2 separate regions of the Mus musculus genome follow, and region 2 is linked to region 1. Evidence: chromatin contacts called from public Hi-C data. All regions are on one chromosome and are shown on one strand. The core of a region is the stretch at or near the end of the contact, and the rest is flanking DNA. Distances in the headings are between cores, read along the strand shown.

Region 1 (7,604 bases), core at 1,838-4,337:
TCTACCGTATTGGCCAGGAAGTATGTAAGCACTCTGAATAGAAATAAAGTGGGGAGAGATGTGGACATTTTGTTTTTATCATTTTAAGCAGAGGTCAGAGAAAGATTCAGTGTTCAAGGACATCTGAGCAAAGCCCTACAGGAGGACAGGGGGTAGACCACTTGTGTATGCTGCGCAACCCTGCAGGAATGTGATTTTCAGGCTCAGGGAACAGTGTGGCTGGAACAAAGGAGAGATGCGAGCCTAGTAGGAGATGAGCTTGTCAGAAAGGTTCATCGTGGGCAGACAGGGTCATCAGCCACAGACTCATCAGCTCAAGCTTCAAAACACCATTCCATTTTCTCAGAGTTCTGGGGACTGCCAGAAGACTGTCTTTGTGGGTGAGCTTGGTCTCTGTGGATCCCAGGCTTCGTCTCTATGGGCGGGCTTTGTCTCTGTGGGCGGGCTTTGTCTCTGTGGGCGGGCTTTGTCTCTGTGGACGGCTTCGTCTCTATGGGTGAGCTTTCAGAGGGGCCTGTCTTCACCGGTATCGGAGTCTGTCTTCCCACCTGTTACCACTGGACTTTTCTCTGTCTGCTTTGGTGTCTTTTCTTAATGTTTTGACGTCAGTCTTTCTGAGTTAGGGCCCTACCCTCAGTTTCCCTTTAAGCTCCTTAAAGGTCTTAATCTACAGTATGACTATGTAGGGGAGTAGGACTTCAATGTATGAATGGGGGCAACACAGTTCTGTCTCGAGCAGCTCACTACTGCCAATGGTTGTGACCCGAGGTGAAATGGGCAGGAAAGAAGCAATGCCCAAGTGTCTTTTTCAGTGGACTGCCATGGTGGACAGCCAGCAAGGAGAGGGGGGGATGGTGACAACCAGGGTGGACATGATCGCCTATGCAGAGGAATTCAAGCCTCCTCTGAGTCTTGCCATTGAGCCTTGCTGTGGGTCTCTCAGTTCTTCCGATGTGAATCTTTCTGACCTGATGTGACCGCTGGATCTTTATTATGAACCACATAGAGAACGGCATGTTATTATCAAGAATAGCAGAATATCAAAGCTTAGGAACAGACTGGGCAGTTCAGGAGTATGACTTGGTTCTTCCTTGGGCTGGCGCTCTCACTCACTTGCAAGCTCACAAACCCTCTGGGGAAGATAAAAGGCAGGGTAAAGAGAGCATGGTGGGAAAGCCTAATGAGTTCTGCTGCAGTAGAAGCATGTCTTTCCTTCTGTCTTCATGTGCCTGGCTGCAAAACCTCTGGGTTCATCTCAGACTCAGATTAATGCTGTTGTTTTTCATATGGTCACTCTGCTTTTATACACACACACACACATAAACACACACACACATGTATCTATATATACATGTGTGTATGTATGTATATATATAAAATCATATACATATATATGTTTATGTGTGTATATACATATAAATATACTTAATATATAATATTTCCATTAATTTTTATATACTTTAACATATCATATATACATATTAACATATATATTTATGTTAACATTTATTACATATGTATTAACATTATATTAACATTAGTATATATTAACACATAAAATATATTTATATATTAACACATATATTTACATGTTAAATGTTAATTATTATATTAATTATATATAATATACAAACATATTATATAATTTAATATATAATATATGATTATATAGTTAACTGTATATTTGATTTTACATATATAATATATGGTATGTAATGTGCAATGTATAATGTATAATATGTAATGTGTAATATGTAATATATATATAAATATATGTACACAATTATATATACATATATACATGTGTATATATATGTGTGTGTATATATATATATATACACACATACATACACGCACATATATGTATGTGTGTATATATATATATATATATATATATATATATATATATTACTTTGCTGGAAATAGAACCCAGGACTTTGTATTTGCTGGTCACATGGTAAGCCCTGGACCCACAGCATTTACCCTCCTTGATTTTTCTATAACAACACTCATGGGCCTCTTGTCTTTTTCTGCTGCCTGTCTACAACCCTCAGTCCTACAGAACAGACTCTCTTCCCGTCATCTACACCAGTACCTGACACATATTAGACACTTAAGAAGTATTTGTAGAGAGTGGTGGCACACGCCTTTAATCCTGGCACTCGGGAGGCAGAGGCAGGTGGATTTCTGAGTTTGAGGCCAGCCTGGTCTACAGAGTGAGCTCCAGGGCTATACAGAAATACCCTGTCTTGAAAAACAAAAACATAAAAAGAAGAAGTAGTATTTGTAGAATGAACAGATAAAAGATGAGCTGTGCGAAGCTGGTCCTGCAGCTAATCAGAGCACAGAGTGTGTAAGAAGAAAGGAATCGCTCTCTGTCATGCTGCGTGGAGGCCGACAGGGACCACACAGCAGTCAGAGGTCTCCGCAGGTTTAAAGGCTGAAGGTTTGTTCTTTGAGTGGCTCCTATGTCAGTCTGGGAATCCAGAGGCCGGGGCTTACATCTGTTCTGTCTCTGGTTCTCCAAGTGAGAACAGTACAGGCCTCCAGCTTTTACTAGTATTAGTTTCTCCATCTGCGAGGTGTTACTGGCTAGTTTAAACATTGAGAAACTGTCGTTGGCAAATCCGACTCTGTTTACGCTGTTTCTTTCAGGAGACTGAGTGTTTTGTGGAAGAAAGCCCTTTGGTTCCTGCACTGACCCTCGTGGGCAGGTGAAGTGATTGACTGCCCCGGATTTCTACCCCAGTCCCTTTCCTAGCCATCATCTTCCTGGAGTGACGCTGTGTGAATTCCATGGCCTCCAAGGTCATAAACCCCTGAACCCCCACTTCAATGTCATACCCCACACTCATTCCTCTTGACCTGCCTCCTTCTGTTAGTTGAAGCCGCTAGCTCACACAATCCCGATACTTAAACCCGGTCAACATGTGGGAGTGAGGGGCTGGTGAGTAGCTGTTACTTGTTTTTTCACTTGGCATTGTCATTGGGAAAGGAGCCAGTGTCCCAGATCCAAGAGGCAGGCGGTAGACATTCCACTTTCCTTCCTGGCTAACCAGACCTCCTGTGCCAGTGGTGTTGGGTGGATCTCAGCCACAGGCACCTTAGCTGTTGTGTAACTTCCTTCTTGATGACATTTTGCCTTTGACTCTAGGCTCCATCGTCCTCTGGCCCTGCCTAATTCTGAGCGGGGGCAGGTATTGTGAGTGGCGGCCAAGGGACTCTGCTTTAGATTGAACCAGATGTGGCTTAAAGCCCCTCTATGGGACGGACGAAATAGTTGTGGGTTAAGACCGCCAACTATGGTCTGGAGGAAGTTGCACAGTCTTGATGAGCAACAGTTTCCTCATCTGAAGCTTGAAGAGCAGTAGGGTTTATCAAAAGGAAGTCCTGTGGGCGGTAGAGAGGGCTCAGGTGGTAAAGTGTCTGCTAGATAATACAGATCCCCAACGCCTATGGAAAAGGCTACAGAGTGCCTTAAGTTCAGGTTGTATGCAGCTCTGAAATTCCAACATGGGATGGCCATGGGGAGTATAGCAAATCCCTGCAGCTCATAGGGTTTACCAAACTGCTGTGGAATGTGGAGAAGCCCTGTCTCCAAAAAATTAAGAGAGAGAGTGATCAAAAATACCTCCTGTCCACCTCTAATCTCTACACACAGGAAGACACACATGTGTAAACACATGAACTAACTCTCTCTCTCTCTCTCTCTCTCTCTCTCTCTCTCTCTCTCACACACACACACACACACACACACACACACACACACACACACACACACAACCAGTAATATGATACAGCCAAGAATCAAATTGAGAGCCTGAGAAGCAAGCCTGGTGTTTTCTAATATGAATTATATATGCCCTCCTCACAGAGCCAATGAAACTGCCTATGACTGGTCAGAGCTCATTCCTCTCACTCCCAGAGGTTGTTGATGAGAGCCCCTGTTTAGTTTAGAAAAAGCTAACCCTTTTTGAGACCTCTCATTTGTGCAGTGAGATAGTCACCAAATTTTAGCCCAGTTGTCACCTACTCAACACTTGTGTCTGAAGGCTTTGCCTGGTACCCTAAAACATAACTCTAAAAGAGGACAGCACCCAACAGGATGTCTGCACAGACAAGATCAAAGAGGAGTTTCCTCTACTTTCCAGACAATGAGGATCATAGAAACAGCAAATGCCGACAGTTCCAATCAGTTTATAAATGTGAATATTTTATGGGCCATTTACCTTTTCTTCAAATGTCGATGCCGGTTGTATTTTTTGAAAAATAATTTCATTTTGGAAAGTGACGTGACCTAATCTTTTCCATGCAAAGAATGCTGTATACATAGGCTTCCTGGATGGCATAGATTAATGAGATATTTGCTTAGTTCCATGGGTGGAATTTGCTTCCCTTTAAAAAGAAAATCTCCCCGTAGGGTGTTTAACATATGTCTTCCAACTTATCAGGTTGTATAGCAGGCTTTCTTCAATGCTGTGTCACGCTGCTGTCTGTGTGTAAGCCCTAAGCTACCCTGTACTTAGCAGTGAGGCAGAACAGAGCCCACTGATGGTAAGAAATGTCTACTGTGAAATGAGAGAAAGGGGAGGGGAAGAAGAGAATGAGGAAGGAGCCATGATGAAATGGACAATAAAGGCATTGTAAGAAATATTTATGAGTCAAATGTCAACAGAGGAAAAACTCCAAACCAAAATCCACTTCCAAAAATGTTGGAGGAAATGGTGTATCTTATTATGCACTTGAGAAAACAGTTAAAAAAAAAAAAAAGAACTTTGAAACATTGGGTCCCTGAAGTACATTTATTCCAGTGATTTCCCAGGTATTTCTAAGTTCCACTTAAAACAGAAGACTCCTGTCAAGCAATCCTTTGAAATTATTTACTCTTTTATGGTTGTAAAGCACAGAAATATAATACTTTTAATGGAGGCCATAATAAATGGAGCATGCTAAAAAGAGTCTATGGATGTACTTTATAGGTTGGGCTTGTGTATCAGCAGAAATTTCTAGCCTCCTCCTCTGCTCCCGTAAAGTGCTCAGTGATATGGAAGAAGGCATGGGGTGGGGTGGACCATTCAATCTCACCAATAACAGAATGGGAGCTTATCGGGTCGGAGGCGGATGTGCCAAGAGCTGGAAGCAGAACTGTATTTGAATGAAGGACTTTGTTTCAGTGAGTGGTTGGTACCTTGAGAAGAGGGATGTCCTGCATTTAACCTAAAGTGATATTCTGTTAAAACCTGGAAGTGAACTCCCAGAATAAAAAAAAAAGGATGTGACTAATTTTTAGCACATATGTGATTGGAAACGATGAATTAAAGCCACTCAACTTAGGACGTTGCTGTAGATCACAGAGGAAATCAACTTCCAAGCAAAAACAATTTTAATATGTGCCCCCCCCCAAAGGCATGCTTCCATATCAGTGTTTAAGTCATATGTCCTTAGCTTTACTCTGAAATAATACTCTCAGTTGCATTTTCTCCCCCTGGCAAGTTAGTTCTTACTGAAATGCTTTCAGGTCATCTTGTTCCCACCTGGGGCCATGTTAACAATTTGGCCATTCTGCATTAAACAGTAATTGACTTAGTGACATTTGATAGATTCGTACTCACATTCCACAGTTTAAATATCTTGTTAAAGTGTTGTTAATAATCTGTGGGTATATATTTCAAATAACTGTCATTAAATGCAGAATAACTGTCATTAAAGAGAGAGAATTAAATTTAATAGAGTAGTTACTATATACTTAAATACCAATGGGTGATTAGAAACAGATTTATCGGGGTCTCGATCATGCCTGGGTAGATTCGTGCCTATTTAGCGAGGTCAGTCCGCTGTATCTTTTTCTATTTTAAATCAGATGGTGAGTAGGTGCTTAAGTTAGAGGTGCTTAAGGTGGTACAGCGCCAATTAACCAGTGCTCAAAACTTTGGAAACCATTCCACTTCTTGGGGCAGTTCAAAGGTGTACCTTCGTCCCCCAGAGATGGAAAAGATAGTCTCTGTGAAGTCACAGCAGGAGGAGGGGCAGAGAGATGGGAAATCCACCCCCGGCTGTTCATATTTCCCGCTCAGTAAAGTGGTCACCTGACCTTTTAAAACCGTCTGGGATGCTCTGGGTAGAATATCAAAGACCCGTACTTCCAACCACACCATTCAGAGATGTCAGTTTGATAAATTCAGACCATCACGCTTTGGTTTTGTTTTATTTTGAAATTACAAGACACATCTCCCAAGCTATCTGGAGAGGTTGGGTTCTTTACATGGCTTTTGAGCTCAGCCCACTCTGAGTTTGAAGTATTTTGTTGAATCTCTTTGATCTTCTATTTGACTTCTGCTTGGGGGGGGGGGGACCAAAAAACTGCTCATAAACCTTCCAAGGACGGCTTTCTGACTTTCAGCTTTATTTAAGAATTATAAACAATGGACAGGTCTATAGCAGCATGATTTTAAGAGCACTTAGGACCCGAATGCTAATTTATTTCCTCGCCACCAAAAAAGAGACTTGTTTGGTAAAAAAAGAAGTTTTGGAGAGTTCAGCTTCGCTCAGTGAAAAAGAATGCTACTTTTAAGTGGCTAAATGTATTGCCTTTCTTCTCTTTCTTTCCTTTTTTTTTTTTCTTTAAATATTAAGATCTCTAGAGTAGCAATTTCCTCAAAGATGTTATGCACAAGGATTGGTATGACATTTGAAATGGCTTCAAGAGAGCCTGGCTACCCTTGACATGCTGGCAAACACTTCACAGATGTGCTTCTTGTGGCTGCCACACCGAGAGAGAACACAGGAGCGCTGACTGCAAACAAGTATCTCCATGTGTCAGTGTGAGGGAGAGGAGGCCTGAGGTGCTAAGCACCGCCATCGGCATCCCAGCTGCACGAGAGCCCCTCCTCGGATCTTGGCATCCACAGCTGATATCACATTAGTGGATGGATGCTCGTTGGTGTGATTTCCCATAACAACAACACACAAGCCAATAAGGAGCATGAAAACACTTTGGCAGCTGACTCTCGCGACTCCCAAGCAAACGAGTGCAGGACTACCTGCTTGCTCTCTAATAGTATAAGCTTTGGAAGTACTCCTGAGCTAGCAAACATGTCTCGAGGGCTCAATCAGTTATGTCGAGGGGGTGGGGTAGGGAATCACTTAATTTTATGTAGAAACTCAGATGACAATATCTAAGATCAGGTCACACTGTATTTCCTCCAGAAATAGCAATTAAAGTAATAGTGTTCTTATAACGATGGTTATGCTTTAAAAAAAAAAAAAGTCATTGAGCCCAGCAAGATGGCTGAGCAGGCTACACAAACCTGACCATCTGAGTTTGAGTCCCAGAACAAGTGTGAAGGTTAAAGGAGAAGAGACCTGACCCCAGAGTTGCCCTCTGACCCCTAGGACCCGCCCACTGACCTCCATGATGCCCACGTGCACACTGTGGCACGTGAATTGCCCACACCTTCCTTCCTTCAGGTTTCTTTTAAATATAAAACAATGGTTTGAAACATCAGGCTAACCCGAAGAACTGATCGGAAGGACACCGGAAGCGTCCGACCAATTGCTGAGGTTGCTTTTTCGTTCTACGGAATCGTTTCACCGGCCAGTGGTGG
Region 2 (7,604 bases), core at 2,029-4,528, 530 kb after region 1:
TTTATCTGATGTGGAATAAATTTACAAAATTTTAGGTGTTCAGATAACTAGAGATGAGACCATTCTTGCTTCTGTCGGTCAATTACTGACTGAAGGTCAGGAGGAGCATAAGAGAGATAAACTAGCTGAGTAAACTCTGTGGGTGTGAAAGAACATGACCTGTGTACCGGGTAGATCACACGTGTGGTTTGTAGGCAGGTTGTGAAGGAGGCTCTTGTGCTGGCAATCTGTGAGGGAGCAGTGTGTTGCTGAAAGAAGGAAAGAGTTTACAAGTTTAGAAATGAAATGGGAGCAATTAAGTAGGCATTTTTGTGAGGAACTGTGATATCTGTGTGTCAGTCAAGTAAGAGAAGGTTACGGGCAGGTGGTGGTGGGGGGAATCTCAGTAGGTACAGTGAGTGCTATACAAATGTGAGGACTTGGGGGTCAGATTCCCAGGACCCACGTGAGAGCCAGATGCCATGGTGCATGTATGTAATGTTGGTGCTTCTGAGAAAGAGGAGACAGAGACAGGGAGAGTTCAGAAACTTGTGGGCCACCTAGTCTGGCAAGCAACAAAGAACTAGACACCTCTTTCTCGAAGATGGAAGATGACCCCCACATGCAAGAAATGGCATGTGCTCTCATTCATATATGTTTACACACACACACACGATGTTTTAAAGAGAAGCGTATGCATACACATGCATGTACATTGCTCCATTTGCCCCAGGTAAGAGAAATGAAGGTTTGGGGGTGGGGGAGCATTTTGACACGTCCAGGTCCCGTACCTCACCGTGTCTCCCTACCGCTTTCCTCAGAACATTCCTAGTTAGTCTGGTGTGCTTCTCATCTCTCACCCCTTTCCTTCTAACAAAAACCACAAACTTCATTCACGTGACCCTGTACTCAGAGCAAGAGGTGAACTGCCTCCGGAGAACCCTATGGCAAGGCGAACTAGTTCGCTGGTGCCCTTAGTTGTTTTTGATTGGGAATCCCTAGAAAGAAGGATGAAGATGCCTGCCAGCGTTCCATTCAGTGCCTCTCGTTTCTAAATCCACATTTCTTGTTGGCTCCAATGAGCTCTCCAAACATCTTTCCTGGTCAGATAGCACCATGTCATGTTAGCCAGTAGAAGGCAAAAGGGGAAGATGGCTCCTTTACTGGAGGACCGTGAGCTTCTGTCCCAGGAGTTTCCCCAGCTTCTCCAGTTCAGCTCTTGTAACATGGACAGCTGCTCTCCTCCAGTAGTCAGAGCGTCTCCACCACCTGATTCCAGTAGAGGAAACAGCTTTTCCTACACAAGTCTCTCCAGCAAACCCAAATTCCAAGATCTCAGCTGGTGCAGAAAGTGTACCTTCTTCTGGGACGCCCGACTTCCTCAATGGCGACTGTGCTCAGTGTGCTGTGGGCAGCAGTACTGAGCGGTCAGTAGCTTCCCTGACACTCCCCTTGGGTGATATTGCAGTCAACTGCCCCTTTCTGCCAACAGCTTTCCCCAGTGCTGAAAAGGGTAGCTTTCCAGTAAGTTCCAAAGGGCAAATGTGTAGTACACTACAGCACTGGGGCACAGCCATGAGCTCTGTGCCACCCACGTAGCAGCTGCAAACACATCTTCTCCTCAACCCCAAAGAAAGAATAGGAGCAGGACTGAGGAGGAGGAGGAGGAAGGGGAGGAGGAGGAGATGGACTGAGGAGGAAGAGGAGGAGAAATAGGAGGAAGAGAAGGGAGAGGAAGAGGAGGGAGAGGAGGGGGAGGAGGGGGAGGAGGGGGAGGAGGGGGAGGATTTTTCTGTCTCTGCCTAGAGGCCACGACCACTGCTCCTACTGTGTGTGTACACATGACCACTCCTGCTGTGTGTGTACACATGACCACTCCTGCTGTGTGTGTACACATGACCACTCCTGCTGTGTGTGTACACATGACCACTCCTGCTGTGTGTGTACACATGACCACTCCTGCTGTGCGTGTACACATGACCACTCCTGCTGTGTCTGATTTCTTTCTAACTTCCTTTCACTTCTTACTAGCAAACTGCTCTTTATCCTAACCCTCTCTTATAATATGAAATACTTCAAACTTTCTTATTCAAACAACTATGTGGATTCTAAACTTGTACCTGCTGATTGATAACTTTTCTCCTCGTATCTTTTAAAAACTTATTAGAAGTAACTGCAAAAGAGGAATTTCTCCTTGTTCCATATTCTGTATACCTGTTTAATATGCCTCTGTCCAAACCTCAGATCGATTACATACACTTATTTGCAAACCCAGTCTTCAACAATATATCTATCAATCAAATTAGACTTGTTCCCCCCCAAATCAACTATGACCCCCCCAACTTTCATTTTCTATTATTGGAATAAACTCACTGATTCGTGTTCTCATGGCTACCCAGTTAAATCCCTGGGTAGAAAGCGGATACACAGACAGAAAGGCATGTACACAGACAGGAAGGGAAGTCAGCTGACCCAAGGCAGGAGCCCGCAAGGCTATCTCAGTGTTTTCCACATCTAGTTCTTGTTTTTTGTTTTTGCCCCCCCCCCCCAACTTTTCAGGACGCTTGTCTTCAAAATTAATACATCCTTGAACTATCATTTTGCTTGAAAATGAAGACTGTAACTAGGGGCAGCAATATTTGGGAGAGATGAAAGGTGTACCACCCCATGAGAAGAGAGAGGAAAACAAACCACAGGAGAGACTGGATGGAAGGAGCAGCGGACCCCTGACCCCTGAGGTGCACAGTTTCAGCAAACAACGTACAAAGAAAAAGAGGACAGGGAAAATCCAAGTCTCTCAAAACCGTGCATGCCCTGTGGCCCCTGCATCTCCGTGGGCACCCAGGTACACATTTTGAACACGAAGGCAGTCGTACAAAGCCAATAAAGTACTCCATCTCCAGTGGCAGCGGAGCACGGGTGCTTTTCCCCAAAGTAGATGAGACATCAAGAGAGAGTGAATGACGAAAACCAGCAAAAGTATGAGTGAAAAATTAAATCCTATTTCTCAGAAGTTTAGACAATGAAAGCTGACAGGAACGCTAGGGGGAAAGTCACAGGGTCACCAAGAGTGTCACCGGGAAGGTCACCACGAAGGTGAATGTGACTCTTGCAAGCACTCGAGTTAGTGTAAGAATCTCGATTTCAGGGTTTGCGAATCAAACGCTCACAAGGGTTAAATTCTCCATTCACAGTTGGCTCTGTTTCTTATTTAAAACAGTAAGTTTTCCTTCAGCAGAGTCCTTCAGTGAAATCACATGATGGGGAAAGAGGTGGGACATCTCAAACGAAAAGCCAAGGGATGTGGGCAGCTTTGGCCGGTTGGGGTATTAACCAGTTTAGCATGGCTCAGCAGCTGTCTTAAGTGTTATGTCAACTATTATGACATAAGCTAAGGGTGTTGAAATATGAGGATGTGTGTTTTCTGACAGGGAACGGGTGACAATTTGAAGGGTCGGTTTTTTAACATGAGAGAAAAAAAAAGAGTAAGAATTCAGAACAGATTGTCAACCAACAGGACCGTGCAAAAGGGTTTATGTCATTGGGGAAAAGTTGGAACTCTTAAGAATTTTTAAGGAAACTACCATTTTCCTGTTATTTCAGAAATATCTGTAAATGCTAGTGTCTTAAAGGAGAAGCACAGGGCAAACTAAAGTATGTTTTCCATTCTTCTTTTGTTATTTATTCTCTGAAACTTCCTAATCCTGTCTCAGATAAAAGATGCTCACCCCTAAGTAAGGTTTCTGCTTTCATTTCCACCAGGGCAGCAATTCTGTAGGACATACAGGGAGCCTGAGATTTTACGCACCCAGCACCCAGATAAAATGTTTTTGGTTAAAAACTGTCCTTGCTTGATAAGATTATCCTATCCAGACCAAGAATTATCTGTCTTGGTCAAAAAGTCTATGTGGTATCAGCATTATTGTGAACGTTTAGGATTTTTCAAAAAGAGGATTTTAGGCCAATGTCAAAATAATAATGTTAACCTCAGGTAGAAGATATTGCTGTCTCATGTTTATTTGGGGTATAGCGCTTCATTGTAGAAGTATAAAGAGGCTTCTCGCTGGATGCATTTTAATCTGAGGGATGTGCGTGAGTGACTTGCAAAATGACCTATGCGTGGACGTCGGGGCATTAGACAAATCAGTAAATACATACGCTCTCTGTCACCAAGATTTTCTTTGTACCTCTGCTAAGGACAATGGTTACTGAAGTGGACACCAAAGTTAGTGCTGGGTGTTTTAAATGTCTAAACAGTACAAAGTTAGCCAGTCTGTCACGCTAGAAATTAGCCAAGAAAGTCTGTCATCATTGTCGGTTTCAGAAAGTGGACAAATATATGAAAGGATAGAATCAAATTCAGCAAAGGAAAGATGGGCAGGTAACTGAGCAGCCCGGAGCATGTGGTCACGTGACCCGGCCACGCCCACCGGCTTTCAGGACACTTACTTGAACAACGGAGTTCCACAGACAACACATTTATATATTCCAGGATCTTTGTGATGTGTGTACTCTCCTTCAAAGGCACTGATAAACGATAAACAGAGCGTCAAAAACTGTTAACAGAGCTAGTGTTACTTCTTATAGAACACACTGGTTTAAATACATTTCTCTGGTAAAACTTTCAAGGGTCTGGGGCCCTAAAATGAGAACAGACCAGACATATGGAAGCTTGAACAATAGTAATATACTTCGAATATATACATATATATAATAAAATGTGCATATAACTACTCCAAACTAGTACAGGTTAAGTCAAAATATCAAGCCATCTAGTAAGTAATACTTAGAATATTTTTCAAATTAAAAAAAAAAAAAAAGCCCACTGTTTGAGTCACATGAAGAACACTGTTACCTAAGATTTCCGCGGCCCCACACCATACAAGAGGGGGACCAGAAAATGTAGCAGGTCCCAAGTCTTCGAGTGGAAGGAGTCTTATTTTTTGGTTTGAAAAGGAATATTGCAGCTTTAAGGAACTGTTTTTCTAAGTTAGCGATCTTACAGGCGCGGAGGTCACTCGGTTAATGCAGATCAGCTGTGTCGCCCAACAAAAAGGCCGTGTGCTCTGCAGCTTGGTTTTATTATCGTTTCGTCCCTCTTTACGAGGTCCAATTTTTTTTATAAACAGAATTTTTTTTTTTTTAAAGAATGACCTAATCTCTGGTTGTTTGTGTGCATTAAATCATTTTGCTAGGGCATGCACACAACATTGGCGGGCAGAAGTCCTGGACCCTGTGATCCAGCCCTGCCGCCGCCGCTGGTACAAGGAAGGCACACCTTGTGAGAGAGCTTCATTGTTCAGTAAACTCAGTGAACAGTGGGGGCTGTGACAGGGAGAGCGTGCTGTCCATTAACAAGGATCCCTGTGTGGGAAGGAAGCTCTTTCAGATCTTGAATGGAAACACAAAGTCACATCACGAATAAACCTGCATCAGGGGGACCATTTACAGCCTCGTGCCGAGCCCCGTGGTATGAATTAGACAACAAAATCATTAGGCCTTGGCAAGTTACTTTTTCGCTGGAATCAGCTGAGAGAGATTTTATTTTATTCACTAAAAAACAGTCTTGGAAGTGAACGACTGCCCCCCCCCCCCAGGATGTAGGGCGAACTTCCAAGGACCAAAGCCATGCAAGGGCAGTTATTGAAAATTTTTGACATTCCAACCACAAATGAGCCAATAAATACTTTCTCCACATGTGCTTCAAAAAGAAATCCGAGTGGGGTGGAAAGGAACTAAATTATGCTACCTTCTTTTTGCAGCCAAAACGTCTATGCTTTACAATGCCACCTTCAAAATGCCAGCCTCCTGGCATAGCGCCACATCCCTCACAGTTTTCCTTGCTGTGATGTCGTCCAAAAAAAAAAAGGGGGGGGGGCACCCAAATCGCTATTGCTTCCACACATTTCACTGTAAACTAAAAACAGGCCCTTAGCAAAAGTCCCGTGGCTTTATATAGATATAGTTCGCTGAGTGGAGAGAAGCAGAAAAGAAACTCAGCTTTAACTCAAACAGTGCCATCTCCAGCCTTTTCAAAGACAGTCATTTGCAGGCCTTACCCAGCATGCATAGTTTCTTTAAAATAATCAACAGGGAAGAAGACTCCAAGGAGTGGGAGAAAGTGGTGCTTGCCTGCTTGCTTGCCTCCCTGCCTGCCCACCTGCTTGCCTGCTTGCCCGCTTGCCCACCTACTTGCTTGCCTGCCTGCCTGCTTGCCTCCCTGCCTGCCTGCCTGTTTGCCTGCTTGCCCGCCTGCCCACCTGCCTGCCTGCCTGCTTGCCTGCTTGCCCGCCTGCTTGCCTGCTTGCCCACCTGCCTGCTTGCCTGCTTGCCTGCTTGCCCGCCTGCTTGCCTGCCTGCCTGCCTGCCAGCTTGCCTGCCTGCCTGCCTGCCAGCTTGCCTGCCTGCCTGCCTGCCTGCCTGCTTGCTTGCTTGCTTTTATTACAGCACACATTACCTTTCAGTTCCTTTCTCCTGAGTGACATGGTACTGTAGGGGTGTCAGCCGCTTCCTCAGTTCCTGCTGGGAAAAGACCACCTTACAGTTCTTTTTATCCCTACATGACCCTGGAAAGAGAGGATATGGGAGAAAGAGCCATTTAGCCTGAATCCTAAATACTTGCTTTGGCTGGCCGCCACAGCACAGCCTCTACAGTCACTTGTCAATGACCAGAGAATCCCTAGCGGACCACAAAACCTTACCTGAGCTGCAGCCGGTCTCCAAGCTCCAACAGAATGCACTTTAAAAAGCCCCATGATTCCCCTGGCGCAGCAACAACGTGTCACAGCCAAGGCTTGTAGCAGGTGATATTAGAAACTCACTGGGAATTTGTTTACAAGATTGTAGCACATCCTTTATGCCACCTGATACCTTGAAACCCCTTTTAAAACGGTGGATTCAGTAGCATGCATGTATTTGCAGGTATGAAGTGATAGTGGACATACAAAGATCCACTGAATAATTTTGCAACTTGGTAGACTAGCTTGAGGCTGTCACCATGCAACTGTCAACCAAGATGACCACCTACCATCCAATTTATTTTTCTGAGGAACCTAAACATGTCTTTTTTTCTACAGTAGGAACTGCTGTTTTCTATGAGTCTGACAGACATTTAAGTAGGTTCTGTGTGGTCTTTAGAAATGCATGTTTTTTCTAAAGCCTGTGTCTTACCAGCAAGGAACTGCCAGGAGACTTCAGGAGAAGGTATTTACTTATACAAAGAGAGATTCAAGAATTCCAGATTAAGAAAAAGACAGAGACAGAGAGAGACAGAGAGACAGAGAAAGGCAGGAAGAAAAAGACACAGCCACATGGAAGCTGAGCGTGATTTTACTTCAGGGCTTGTGCGGTCCTGGCTGGGAGAGTTCAGCAGGGAGGATTTCCCTGATCTGAGTGATGAAATGATTCGAATGTTACTGACAGTGAAGGTAGTTCTATTTCAATAGGCACAGAGTGCAGCGAGATATTCAGACAACACTTGTTTATGTGCGTAGTTACTTTACCTGAGCAAGCAGCTGAGAAGAACAGGAGACAGGAGAGCCACTGCTCAGTGCAATTACGGGCCTTTCCCTGGCCATCCGTCATGGTAGGAAAGCTGCCTGCAGACAGTCCTCAGCACAGAGGTC

What was found. Hi-C and Micro-C count contacts between places; a contact is called where the count stands out from the background.
Region 2: a Hi-C map of bone marrow-derived macrophages shows a contact between it and region 1, with 12 read pairs. The contact joins two enhancer-like sites. A contact is called at or near these places in 1 of 15 datasets of contacts at CTCF or cohesin (stem cell-derived epiblast-like cells), 48 of 484 Hi-C or Micro-C datasets (the C2C12 cell line, DN3 thymocytes, ECoMG-derived neutrophils and 30 more), 8 of 115 datasets of contacts at active chromatin or transcription factors (embryonic basal ganglia, embryonic hindbrain, embryonic stem cells and 2 more) and 2 of 9 other capture datasets (embryonic stem cells and pancreatic islet).

What each region holds. Positions count from the first base shown.
Region 1 is chr10:120,320,689-120,328,292 of GRCm38.p6, forward strand. No RefSeq gene overlaps it. Among named protein-coding and RNA genes, the nearest start is that of 1700006J14Rik, 40 kb to the right of the region's middle. Within about 2 kb of position 3,088, at least 37 of the 459 cell types and tissues checked have an H3K27ac peak or open chromatin away from gene starts, as enhancers often do. A contact at or near this core is called in ECoMG-derived neutrophils, bone marrow-derived macrophages and myeloid progenitors, where this site is marked.
Region 2 is chr10:120,845,548-120,853,151 of GRCm38.p6, forward strand. Msrb3 (methionine sulfoxide reductase B3) reads right to left here. Exons shown (of 7, transcript NM_177092.4): 3 at 6,437-6,545; 4 at 4,429-4,506. Among named protein-coding and RNA genes, the nearest start is that of Gm15910, 8.3 kb to the right of the region's middle. Within about 2 kb of position 3,279, at least 22 of the 459 cell types and tissues checked have an H3K27ac peak or open chromatin away from gene starts, as enhancers often do. A contact at or near this core is called in ECoMG-derived neutrophils, bone marrow-derived macrophages and myeloid progenitors, where this site is marked.